Linked DNA regions of Drosophila melanogaster: region 2 is linked to region 1. A link is a contact called in public HiChIP or PLAC-seq data. All regions are on one chromosome and are shown on one strand. Each heading gives the region's core, a stretch centred on a gene start, on an enhancer-like site or on the middle of the called end of the contact. The rest is flanking DNA. Distances are from core to core; before and after follow the strand shown.

What was found. HiChIP or PLAC-seq counts read pairs in DNA pulled down with a chosen protein or histone mark.
Region 2: a contact with region 1 is called in a Psq HiChIP or PLAC-seq map of the Kc167 cell line, with 9 times the contacts expected there. The contact joins the promoter of CycE here to the promoter of lace in region 1. A contact is called at or near these places in 8 of 107 Hi-C or Micro-C datasets (the Kc167 cell line, the ML-DmBG3-c2 cell line, the S2 cell line and 3 more) and 3 of 6 datasets of contacts at active chromatin or transcription factors (the Kc167 cell line and the S2 cell line).

The regions. Positions count from the first base shown.
Region 1 is chr2L:15,497,507-15,502,973 of dm6, reverse strand. lace (lace,) reads right to left here and starts at 3,847. Exons shown (of 4, transcript NM_057266.5): 1 at 3,550-3,847; 2 at 1-857. The coding sequence starts at 3,753.
Region 2 is chr2L:15,743,376-15,749,444 of dm6, reverse strand. It overlaps CycE (Cyclin E), which reads left to right and starts at 1,295. Exons shown (of 6, transcript NM_165125.3): 1 at 1,295-1,459. It overlaps ND-B17 (NADH dehydrogenase (ubiquinone) B17 subunit), which reads left to right. Exons shown (of 3, transcript NM_165126.3): 3 at 1-126. It overlaps lncRNA:CR44974 (long non-coding RNA:CR44974), which reads right to left and starts at 3,188. Exons shown (of 2, transcript NR_124289.1): 1 at 2,985-3,188; 2 at 2,445-2,926. It also overlaps asRNA:CR44866.

The sequences.
Region 1 (5,467 bases), core at 2,598-5,097:
TCCCATGGCTGACCACCTTTTTTGGGATTTCCATAGCACACACCCTGACGGAGGACGCGCTCCAGATCGCGCATGTTGTTGTGCTTAAAGACCTTGGTGGTGGCCCCGGACAAACGCAGTCCCAAAATGATGGAGGCGTGATTCTTTTCGTCACTAATCACAAGACTGTTGGGTCCCAGCAGTGAGGGAAGGTTCAACGCATTTGTGGCGAAACCCATTCCAAAGACAATGGCATCCTCCACGCCAAAGTATCTGGCAGTTAGAGCCTCCAGCTCTTGCAGCTGCTCGTTGTCACCAAGCTCACAACGGGAGCTGCAGTATGCCAGTCCAGAGCTCCGAGCACTTTCCTCTGAATCATCAGCACACTGTCCAGTAGCGGCGGCAAATCCCAGGTAATTGTAGGATCCCAGATTTAAGCAACGTGTCTCCGTTCCAGTGAACTTGAAACTCCATCCATAATCATCGGTTACGCGATCCTTTAGAGTGAGTTCGTCTCCCGGAACACTGCAGATGGGTCGGTTCCAGCAATCCTTGATTCTCCTGTAAACGTACCTCGAGTAGAAGCTTTCGAAGGCATCGTAGAGGGCTACATAGCCATCCCGACCCTTCTCGGTGGCCACTTTGGGCACGAAGAGCAACTGGTTGATGTAGCCCAGGATCATCAGTAGATAGAATCCCAAATACGTAAGGCAGGCCGTGTGCAAAGGCACCTCCTCAAAGGAGGTTTTCTGGAAGTGCTCCAGCTCCGGCGAAAGTTTGCCCTCTGCCTGGTTGGGCTTGGACTCCTGATCCAGAATGGAGGCATGCCCATTGGGGATCGACTTCTTTTCCGGATGGTAGTTGATCGAGCTGGGACTCTGTAAGAGGGGAGAGGAACGATTATTGGCTGGTTATCGCTATCATTGGTATCACTGTGAATCTTCATAATTTCCATTGAAAATCACTCATCAAAGAGCAAATAATCAATATTGTTAGACGGGCTAGATGGGAAATTGTAAGACAGATTGTAAACATGTTCGCTTCAAAGGGATCAGCACAGTAATACCCATTTATACGAGTATGTATATCAAAACTTATAGTTCTCATGCGTAAACGCTTTTATAAAAAAATGAAAAATTCTACATTCTCACTTGCTTGCCCTTTCTATGCGTTCAGTCAATTCATCAGTCAATTAACATTTAACTAAAAGATCCATATATGCAAGGTACGTATGTACATATATAAATACAATCACACGATAACTGCTGAACAATTTGCTCCACCGCTCACATGAGCCGAGTTCGACATGAAGTCACACAAAAAGAGACAGACACAAAAATCATACAGGGGAAGCCATAAATGTATATAGTATTTGTGTGCCCAACTTGGCACACTTCAACCTCACCAGCTAACAAATAGAGCGTTATAATTAACGTACTTATTTAAGTGTATATATCATTTGCTTATTGATTTTGCTGGCCAAAGGATCCGATACGAGACATATATATATCTCATTAACTGAGCAACACAAACTGCAGATATATATTCCGAAAAATATATATAGTTGAACGTCAGCTTAATCGTATAACAATAACGAGTCGGCGACAATAATATTTCGTGTTTATTATCATTTGCCACCGGGCTTGTTTACTAAATACGATGAGACGGAGTGCGGGGAGCGAAAAGTCAAGTGGGTTACGCGATGCCTAGTTATTTAATGGAGTCCCAGTGTTAGGGTATATAGACGAGCTCGAAGCTACCGTAGAAAGATCAAAATCGAAACCGACATAAATAAATAAATAGAAAAAGTGTAATACTAATTACGCTATGGGTCGCGTACAGAAGGACAGCTAAGTAGGGAGCATGGTGTGGGATCCAGATAATGACTTCCATATGTTGGGGATCCATGGAGTCCAAGATAACGACTGACAATCGACCAGCGCACGCCAAGTTCTAACCGATTTTGTGGGGATTCCAAGAAGTATTAGCTGTGAGTCAGTAGATAATTGCTTTGGCAATTTCATATTCTTAAGTATTTCTTTTTTATTTAAGCCTTTACCTTTGAAATCATGCATACTGTAATCTTGCCGAGCTGATAAAAGTTTTCTATCCGTTGATATTGGAGATATGAGACTTGCACGCGCTAACATTATTTTCGTGTGATTAAAAATTTGAAAAGGTCTTTAGTTGCCATTAAATCAAGCTGAATGATTTCAATAAGTTGTCGCCATGGTACGGAACTATTTCATTAAATAAATTTTATGTAAACCATTGTATTACTTTCCGAAAAAAAGAAATACAAAGCTACCAATAATGAAATCTTTAGGTACTTAAAAGAAAACTAACAATTGCTCACTCCCCAAAGATCGAATTGTATCGGAATTACCCAATGAATGTAATGTTATAATATGTTTATCTTATCTTTTTAAAAAGTTATGAATAATAAAAAATATGATAATCGGTTAAGTATACCCGCCAACAGTTATTCTTTGGCAGCCCAGACGCAGGGAGAGTCCATGAATTTTAAAACAAAACTCTTATCACCGACAAATCAACGCCCACCCAAAACCGCTGCCTTCGGAGATTGCGGAGCATTGTGATTCACCAGCGAATCGCATTCTGCGAGGCTTTACGTAAAAGACTGGTGGAATGGGCCTGATAAGGCGAGCCGGGCATGGCGTGGCATGACAATATTATGACCAGACCAGCATTGTGCCGCTCTCCCCACACACATTGTGCACCCAAACTACGTACTTATGTGTGTGTTTGCTTTGGGGTCGTACTCCAGTCACTAGGAAAATTTCGAATGAGTGCAGGAGTGCCGAAGAAGAGACAATGGCTAGATTAGAGAGTGCATGTGGTAAAATGGACTAGCGTACCAAACAGTTTAACGCACATCTAAAATAGGTATTATGAAATTTCTGAAATCTAAGTTACTTTAACATGCTGATGTTCTTATCTTAGGGCTTAGTCAATTGTAAGATAGCTATCTCAGAGGAATGTATAGACTACTTAAAATTATAATAATGAAAGTGAAATAATATTGCCCAATACTTTAATTTCCAACACTACAAATTGCCTTTCATGATCACAATTTATGAAATAACTCTCTGATCGTATATGATGATAGGATATTTCCGCAGAGTTCTAATAGTTTCTATCATCCGGAAGTAGCCAAAATACGCCAAATGGTCAGCACTCGCGGCGAAAAGGAAAACACGCGAGGAAAACACTGCAGTGGAGGGAAAACAGCTGTGGCTGCCCGATGACCCAGAAGCGGGAAAAGCGGAGGAAAATCGCCAAAAAGGGCAGCAAAAATTGGGCCGAAATTCTCCAGCTGACGCACGCCTTCACTCTCACTCTCTCTCCCTCTCTCTTATGCGCGCTCCCTCGCTCTCACACAAAATCAATAATTCGCCGGCTGGAAGAGCGAGCGAGAGGGTGAATGGAACCAGCTATGGAACCACATTTTTGGCCAATTTTTATGGCCTTTTAGCTCGTTATTTTCGTTTCGTCCAAGTGTTTAACTCGCGTTTCACCCCGCACACTGAGCGAAAATGCCTGGCTCACCTGGGCGTCGTTTGCGGGCTTCGGCTGGCAGCGTCGCGTGCGAATTTCAGTGTACGCGGGTGCCGAGAACTTCCGGAGAAGTTCCTGTTTTTCCGGGGCACTGAGATCTGCCGCCCCATTGCCATTCGGCACCTTTCCGTTTCCGTTGGTCGTCGCATAGCTCTGCTCGAAAACCGTTCCAGAATCGCCGTCGAAATTGCCCATTATTCCGTTGCCGATTTCCGATTACTCAGCGGACAAAAAATTACGGAGAGATCGATGCGTTTTGCTTAAATAGGTTTCTTTCTAATTGGAATGGTGTGGCCAGTTACTCGGCCAGCTGTTATACTGAAAACTGCGCGCCTTCGGTATTTTAAGGTACTTATCGTATTTTCACATATAATTTAAAAGGCCACATTTTGTGGAATAACGCTTCCGGTTGTGTTCTCTGCTTTTAGTACTGCCAGCTCCTAGCGAATACCTCCACCATGCAAGCAGTTCAAGCCACAGTGCTGTTTAGTATACTTTCTGAGCGCCAGATGTCGCAAAAGAGAAGTAGATTTTTGTATTAATTAGATTTTCAAAGAAATTTATTTAAACTAAAATGGTTTCTATTTTAGTCACATAGGGGTTCAACTTAAATTATTTGACAGCAATTTAATGAAAATATATAAATTTATATATGATACGAGGGTTCAACAATGTATCATTTAAGTGGGAGATAAGCTAAAAAAAATAATGTTTTATATTCCATTACATATTAGAAACCACAAGTTTTCAGACTTAACACGTCAAGCATTTTCCCCTTGAGCATTAAAATCGGTCCAAAACTTACGCAAAGAAAAATTCCGCCTCGCCGGCAATAATAAATTAGATTAAAATGCACAAAGAAAAGGAGGAAAACAGAATTTCAGGCAACAGATATTCAGATAAAAGTGCGTAAAGCGGCAATTGTAGTAAAATTCATGAGCTGCGAAGTGCGTTGACTCTTTGCCGCAAGGAGACACGTCTCGGGCAGTGGATTTCGCCTCATAAATAGATCATCTCCATACCGCAGGCTTTTGTTTTTCTTCACATTTTATTGCGGAAGAATTTCGACTATTTTGTAAATTAATCTGCTGTGGCCGGCCGATGACACTTTTCAAGGATTTTCAGAGCCCATTTCAAAATCAAAACATTGAACTCGCATTTCAGTTTCGTTTTCAGTATGCGCCGCATCCCAACTGTGGGTAAACAACATGAAAACGACGCTAAGGCTTCTAATTGAGTTGGAAGCTTTTGTGGCAGATGTAGCCTCTGCAAAATGCCAACACGTTCCCCGGCAAAAGCTGCACCGATCGCTACATCGATATGCAAATGATTGCCAAATTGTCGTAGCCGGAGATGCCAAAAATTTGAAACCCAATCTGAGTCCAAGTCACCAAAGTGGGTGCTACTGTCAGGGCTGAAGCCCTTTGAGCCGCAGGCCCAGAAAGCGGGTCACGTCGGGTTTTCATCCAGCGATTGCCGATCGACGCCAGCGGCACCCTGAAGGCAAAAGTTTCCGCCGATGCCAGAGGGAAAATCACATACCCTTTTCGAGAAGGTTTCATTTATTTCTCAAAGCACTTAATCAAGGATGAGGATATTCTAAAATATAGCATATATTATTACTTGGTCTATTTTAGTAACATGTAAATATTGTATAATAAATTAAATAGGATTTTTATATTCCACTTGACAATCTCATGACATTGAAAGTATATAATGTAAAGTTGAAAATTTCATGAATTTGTTGACTTCGATCATTATTACTTATTTCTATATTTTGCACTTCTATGCCAAGTTAATCCCTAAAACGGAGAAAAATGCATTGTATCTCAAAGCTAGCCAATTTCTGTCAAAGATTCTTAATGCTTATCTCGATGATCTGATGGTGCAAATCGCTTTTGAATGCCAC
Region 2 (6,069 bases), core at 46-2,545, 250 kb before region 1:
TGTTAATTATCGGCAGCTTTCTTTTATTTGGTTTTTCGAGCTTGTGAAGAAACCAGGCTGCGGTCGAAGCTCTAAGAAAATGAAATTTTCTAATCAGGTGTGTCAAGTGGCATTTAATCACATTTGAATATAAATCAAATTGATGATTACTAATAAATGTATTAAGTGAAATCAATGAGAATGAGTTAGAAAGGTGTCATAAATGATATTTATTGGATAAACATTAAAACATAGTAATTTGGAAATTAATAAATTTTAATTCAATAAATAATTCAATTTTAAAAGTTTCGAAATAAAATACAAATATTTGTAAGCAACGGTTTGTGTGAGGAAATTTATTATCAAAAGTGATTGAGTGAATTAATAAGAGTTCTAAAAATACAAGCTATATTAAAAAATATTTATCAGAAGTTAATTATTTAACTTTTTAATATTAAATATAAAATTCAAAACCAATAGCTAACATTAGCATGAACATGAAAATTAGCAAAGTTCCCTAAAGACAAATATTCGCTAATTGTTAGTTATTACTGCCTAAAAATTATTATTTTGTGGATAAATAACAGCACGCCGAAAAAATCTGCAATTCAGTGAGGTGGATTAAAATCAAACAAATTCAAATCGAAAAGTAAAGTGTTCGTGTAATTCTAACATTTATTATACGAAATTTGCTATAATAAAACAAAATCAATATGTGAGTTAAGCAACAAAAAAGAGCATTAAAGTTGAAAACCATTAAATCATTTGAGTGACATCCGTTATTGTTTGAAAAGTGCGCCAAAAATTAAATCGAGTGAAAATACTTTAAGTATTTCCTAAAATACAAAATTCTTACTTGAGTATTCTGTTTGAATTTAATTACTAGATAGTCGCATGATAAAAACAAGAATATAACAATAAAACAAAAACAATATAAGCGTATCAAATATGCGTTTCAAATTACGCTCCCAACGGAAAATCCAATTATTTAATATCCGTTAATCGAACAATCAAAGCAAAATTTATATAATACAATTTCTTTTCTAAAACCCCATTTAACATTAAGCACGTTGCACATCTTTTATTATTTTAAATACCCGATTTCCAGATATGATCAGCCCGGAAAAATAGTGAACTAAATATGCAGAGCAGTAAAAGTCAGGCTAACATAGAAGTTATTTTTCAAAATTTGAATAACGCGCCAATAAAAATCCCGCAACGCGATCGGCCGTAGTGGCAACGCCGCTGCCACTAAACTCCGACTCTCTCTTTGCGCCGTGTGGCCAGATGATTATGGCCTTTTTTTTTGCTCTTTCATCGCTCTCTCGATTTCGATCTCGTCACAGTGCCACTTGCGATCATTGTGTTACTTTGGAGTCGCTGAAAAATCGCGGGGATCGCATCGAATTGGCCTTGACTGCCGTGGGGTTGAGCTAGCCGTGAAAAAGACCGCAGAACCACGATAAATCTGTCGAAAAAGGTGACAAAAAGGAGGCTATACTGTCTTGCTGGCTGGCGTGCGTGTGTATGTGTGCGGCGGTGTGTGCAATTTTTTTCATCACCATTCCAGTCCGCGTGTGTTTTTCAGTGTGCAATCCCGCTGAGAATTTGCCCGAATCCTGCCCAACAGCAGGTGAGTGATGCCGGCCAATTGGCCCATTCGATTTGCAGCAGGTGCAGGGTTCAAAAGTTCGTGAACTTGCTTTTTAAGCCATTTCCTTTAGACCCCGTTTTCTCCATCGATATTGTAGCAGTCGAAAAGTAATGGAAAAAAAACGTGAGCAGCGACGTCGACGTTTTTGCCTCTTTCTCTCTCTGTTCCCCTGCCCCTCTCGCGCTCTCTTCCGCGCCTTCTCTTTGCGCGCGCAGCTGTCATCGCTGTCAGCAGCGCGCGCCGACGTCGGGTTCCCGCGCGCGGGAAATCATCAAGTTCAATCGATTCTAATTTGGCCGAATTGAACGGGATTTTCGATTTTAGTGAAAAATCAGATTCTGCGAGTTTTGATCTTTCAATTGGTTATAGGCACGCATGGTTTTTCATTTAGCTTACCTGATTTATAAGCGCTCGAAGTTGGTGCCAAAAATGCTCGAATGTTAATCGATGAAAACAACAAAGTGGCAGTGGTTTGTTTGGTTTCAAAGCAGCGTTACCACCTAGTTCGACCTCAGTCATCTTGTCATATGTTATTTGGCTGCAGTTCATAAAAACTACTAGAAAAGCATATTAAACCATGTAATTTCAGGCTTCTGAAGAATAAATAAATAATTAAAATTTTAAAGATTTATGAATACCCTTCAAGATAAATTTATTTTAACCTTGAATTGATTTTGGAGCGCTTTAAAAATATATTAAAAAAAATAGTTTCATATTAAAATTTAAATATTTATTTTCTGAAGGTCATATTTGAATTAAAATTGGCATATGACATAGAAATAAATCTTAGGTATTTATATATAACCACGATATATCCGACTAAATCCGCCCTTCTGGCATCCTCGTCAGCTGTTTTTCGACCACCCAGCTGACTGGACGTCGAACCTCCAATTGTAGTCTGACTAGCCTGTTGGGGACTGGGGACTCCAATTGCAGACTCCATTCAATAAAATGCCAAGCTTGCCACCAGCGGCTTCATCGCCCCGTCTCGCTTTCTCACGCTCTGTTCTTTGCGCTGGAGATGCTCGCCCCATCTCCGTCCCTCCCCTAGAGTACAACAAAGTTGCCCCCTGTGTTTGTTGCATTTTTTGGCGCTTCGGATCCGCCTGTTTTGGCGCGTTCCTCATGCACACTCGCCGCAGTCGACGTCGCTGCTTTTGATACCCAGTTCCACCAATTTTTTTTTCGGTTCCAAAGCGATCACTTTGCTGCCGCCGCTCCGCTGCTCGTGAAGTTTTTTCGTGGCCGGCGACGACGACGACGAAAAACTCTCGAAAAACGTTGTTCAATTCCCTTTAAGAAAAACAAGTGAAAACACCGGGGATATTATGTTAAGCATTTTTCCGCTTACTAGAAGGTAAAACCAATTGCACAATGGTTTTAGTGGATAAAAGGCAATACGTTATTCAGAGTGGAATAAAATTTATGACGCGTGTGCGGTGACAAGTGTGTGTGGAACAGTGAAGGAAAGAGCGGGAGAGAATGCTGCGTTTGCCGTCGTGTCTTTGCATTTTTTGCTACAAATACAACATCCTCTTATAAGAAAATTGACACGCTGTAGGATTTAACCGTTGCTTTCTGATTGGCAAGAGACGGGGTGTCCAACTACAAATTGTCTCCCCCACACAGTGTTTTAGTGTTCCCCCTATAAGGAAAAGTGTCCTATTAGAATTAAACCGTTATCCAATGGGAACAAATTGGAAAATCCTATGAAATAAATGAAAGCTTCTAATCACGTCTAAAAGTGCACTGAGTTTCTAATGCGTAACGGGAGTTCAGTGAACTATTACAGCTTTTCTTACTATAGAAGGCTTGAGATGCAGCTTATGGTTTACCCTGCTGTTTGGGCCAACTTTCTAATCTTTCTCCCGCCCGAATTGCACTTTTTCCCGCCATTCGCATAGATTTTGGGCGGTAAAACAAAACTGCCCCAGCCCAAACGCCTAATTCGCGCCACTTTGCGTTTCTCCATTCTTTTCCCATGCTCATTTCATTTTTATACGCTTCCTCCAATGACACACACACAAGCACAAACTTGGAAGAAATGCGCTCGCTAAGAGAGAGAGTAAGCTCTCTTTCTCTCGCTCTCTTCCGTTTTATTCCAATCAGAACAGCGAGTCAAGTTATTTTCCCCTTCCCAACACCAACAACAAACAAAAACGTTTTAGTACTGCGCTCTAAAACGGAAAAAAAGAGAGCATTTGACTGCGACGTCGAAAAAATTCGGAAAATCGCCGATCAGTCGACGGACCTTTCGAAAACTTGACGAACACGAAGCAGAGGTTCAAAGCAAAATGGAGTAAACGAGTGAAGAACAAAATAATGAATTATGTCAAAAGTGGCGCAAATATCTTTGGTACACGAAGAAAAAGATTGGTAGTGGCATTTAGCCCTTACCCACAATCTACGTACATACATATGTATGTATGTTTACATATGTAGAATTAATAATAGTATTTTAATTATTGTAAAATCGTGGTTATATTTATTTTTGTGAGTAGTTACTCTATGTACGTGCTCCCAACCAATGAGTGAGCGAGATAGACTGCCAAGTGGAGAATGGAGTTCATTGATATTTCTCGGCGTTTTGCTTTCGCTTCCCCTTCGTCTCCACCTTGCTTCGCGCCATCTTCGTTCTTTCCTCTTCTCCTCTGCTTCCATTTACCTGCCACATTCATTTTGTTGTTGTTTTCTTCGCAATTTTTGCTTTCTTCTTTATTTTTTGCATTCTTTTGACGTTTTTTAGTTTGCGTGTTCGCTTTTTGCGCCGTTAAACTTTTGGAGCGATCGCGGCGGGGGTGTGCGTGGGGGGTGGGTGGTGTATTGTTGATGGGGTGGATTTTTGTATACTTAATTTTTCGATTATGTCATGATCGTGCCGAAAATCAGCCGCTTATGTTTAGATTTGGCCAGTTTAAACCATGGGGAAATAAATTGTTTTTCTTAGAAGTGATTTTGAAAAAAGTAAGAGCATCAAGTTTTTGATGATTCAGTGTCGTGAATTTTGTATATTTTCCCAACATTTTCTTTTGTTTGACCCACCTAAACACTCCTTATATGATCTATTCAAATCCTAGTCAACACCTTTCAATTCTGCTCATGATCCTCCAAGTGCTTGCCACCTTCGAAAGCGGTATGTCATCAAAGGATTTTCTAGACGAGATGGGAACCCAAACTGATCTCGAATATTTTCTCATCATATGTACATACATACGTAAATGGTTATAGGAATCCACACATATCAACTGGCCATATTAACCCGAATTCCTAGTAAAATACCAACAATATTTCTCAATTACAAGTGCGGAATGTTTTACAAATATTACATGTTCTCCAAAAGGATGAGTTGTGAATAGTAACTCCTTAAATAAATGGTTCATATGTACATATGTATGTATATGTGGGCATTTTTTTTTTATAGTCCATACACATTTTTGTCGCTGCGGCAGAAGAATCCGATTCGGAATCGGAATGAGGTGAAGCCGTATGTATGAGGAGCAGAAACAACAATGATAAACAGTTTCCAGTTATTCCCAGACAAACAAAGGATAGTCCGTCCGACTGGCGATTTGTGGAGCGGGGAAGAGACAGGACGCAGGCCACTTGAGCTAGCTGACTCGCTGTGGGCATCCTTTTAGACGCTGCTAAATATAAACTAAATAGTCAATTGAGCGCGTCCCGATGTCCTAACGGCTACTTCAAGGCCATCGATTCTTGGAACTGGAACGCCGCCGTCGCCATCGCCGCCGCTGCCGCTCCATTCAAGAACTTTGATTTGTTCTCCTCCATCGGCTGGGCCGACTTTACTTTCACACGCCGTTTTGCCCAGGCGGCGCTCTTTAGATACCCGGCACACAGATACTCAGATACTCGGACTCACAGATACACTGATGCGCGCAGGCGAGGATCGACTTTCCTGTTCTCGTTTGCAGTACCCTGTAGTTCTGGGTAGGGTGGGCATATGCGACTGAAGCAACACAGCAAACTTGGGCCAATTGACCATTAGAATTTAAACGCATTCATGAGTATGAAAAGGAAGCATCAAAGATCGGGTTCAATTCAATGATGCTTATAAAGCAATCTTCGTGTATTGGTTTAAACTTTTAGTAGTATTATTTATAGTTTCATATTATGCAAATATGATTAGGCTTTCGATTTGAGAAAATATCTTCCTAATGAACTTCACCCTCTTACCCTATCAGCATTATGTAGCTATGTTGTTACACAACTCCTGCAGACTTTCGGTCCACCGAGTTCCAACTAATTGCAAGAGTGGTGGCCAAACCACAACAATGGAGAGGAGGCGGCATTGGCATGGACAACGCCACAAATGCCCAGATGCATGTGCATTTTTATCTCGAGTATCTCAGGAATGTATCTCGCCGCATGTGCAGAGGAGCCCAAAATGCAGCCCAAAAAGGACGCACAAAAATTGC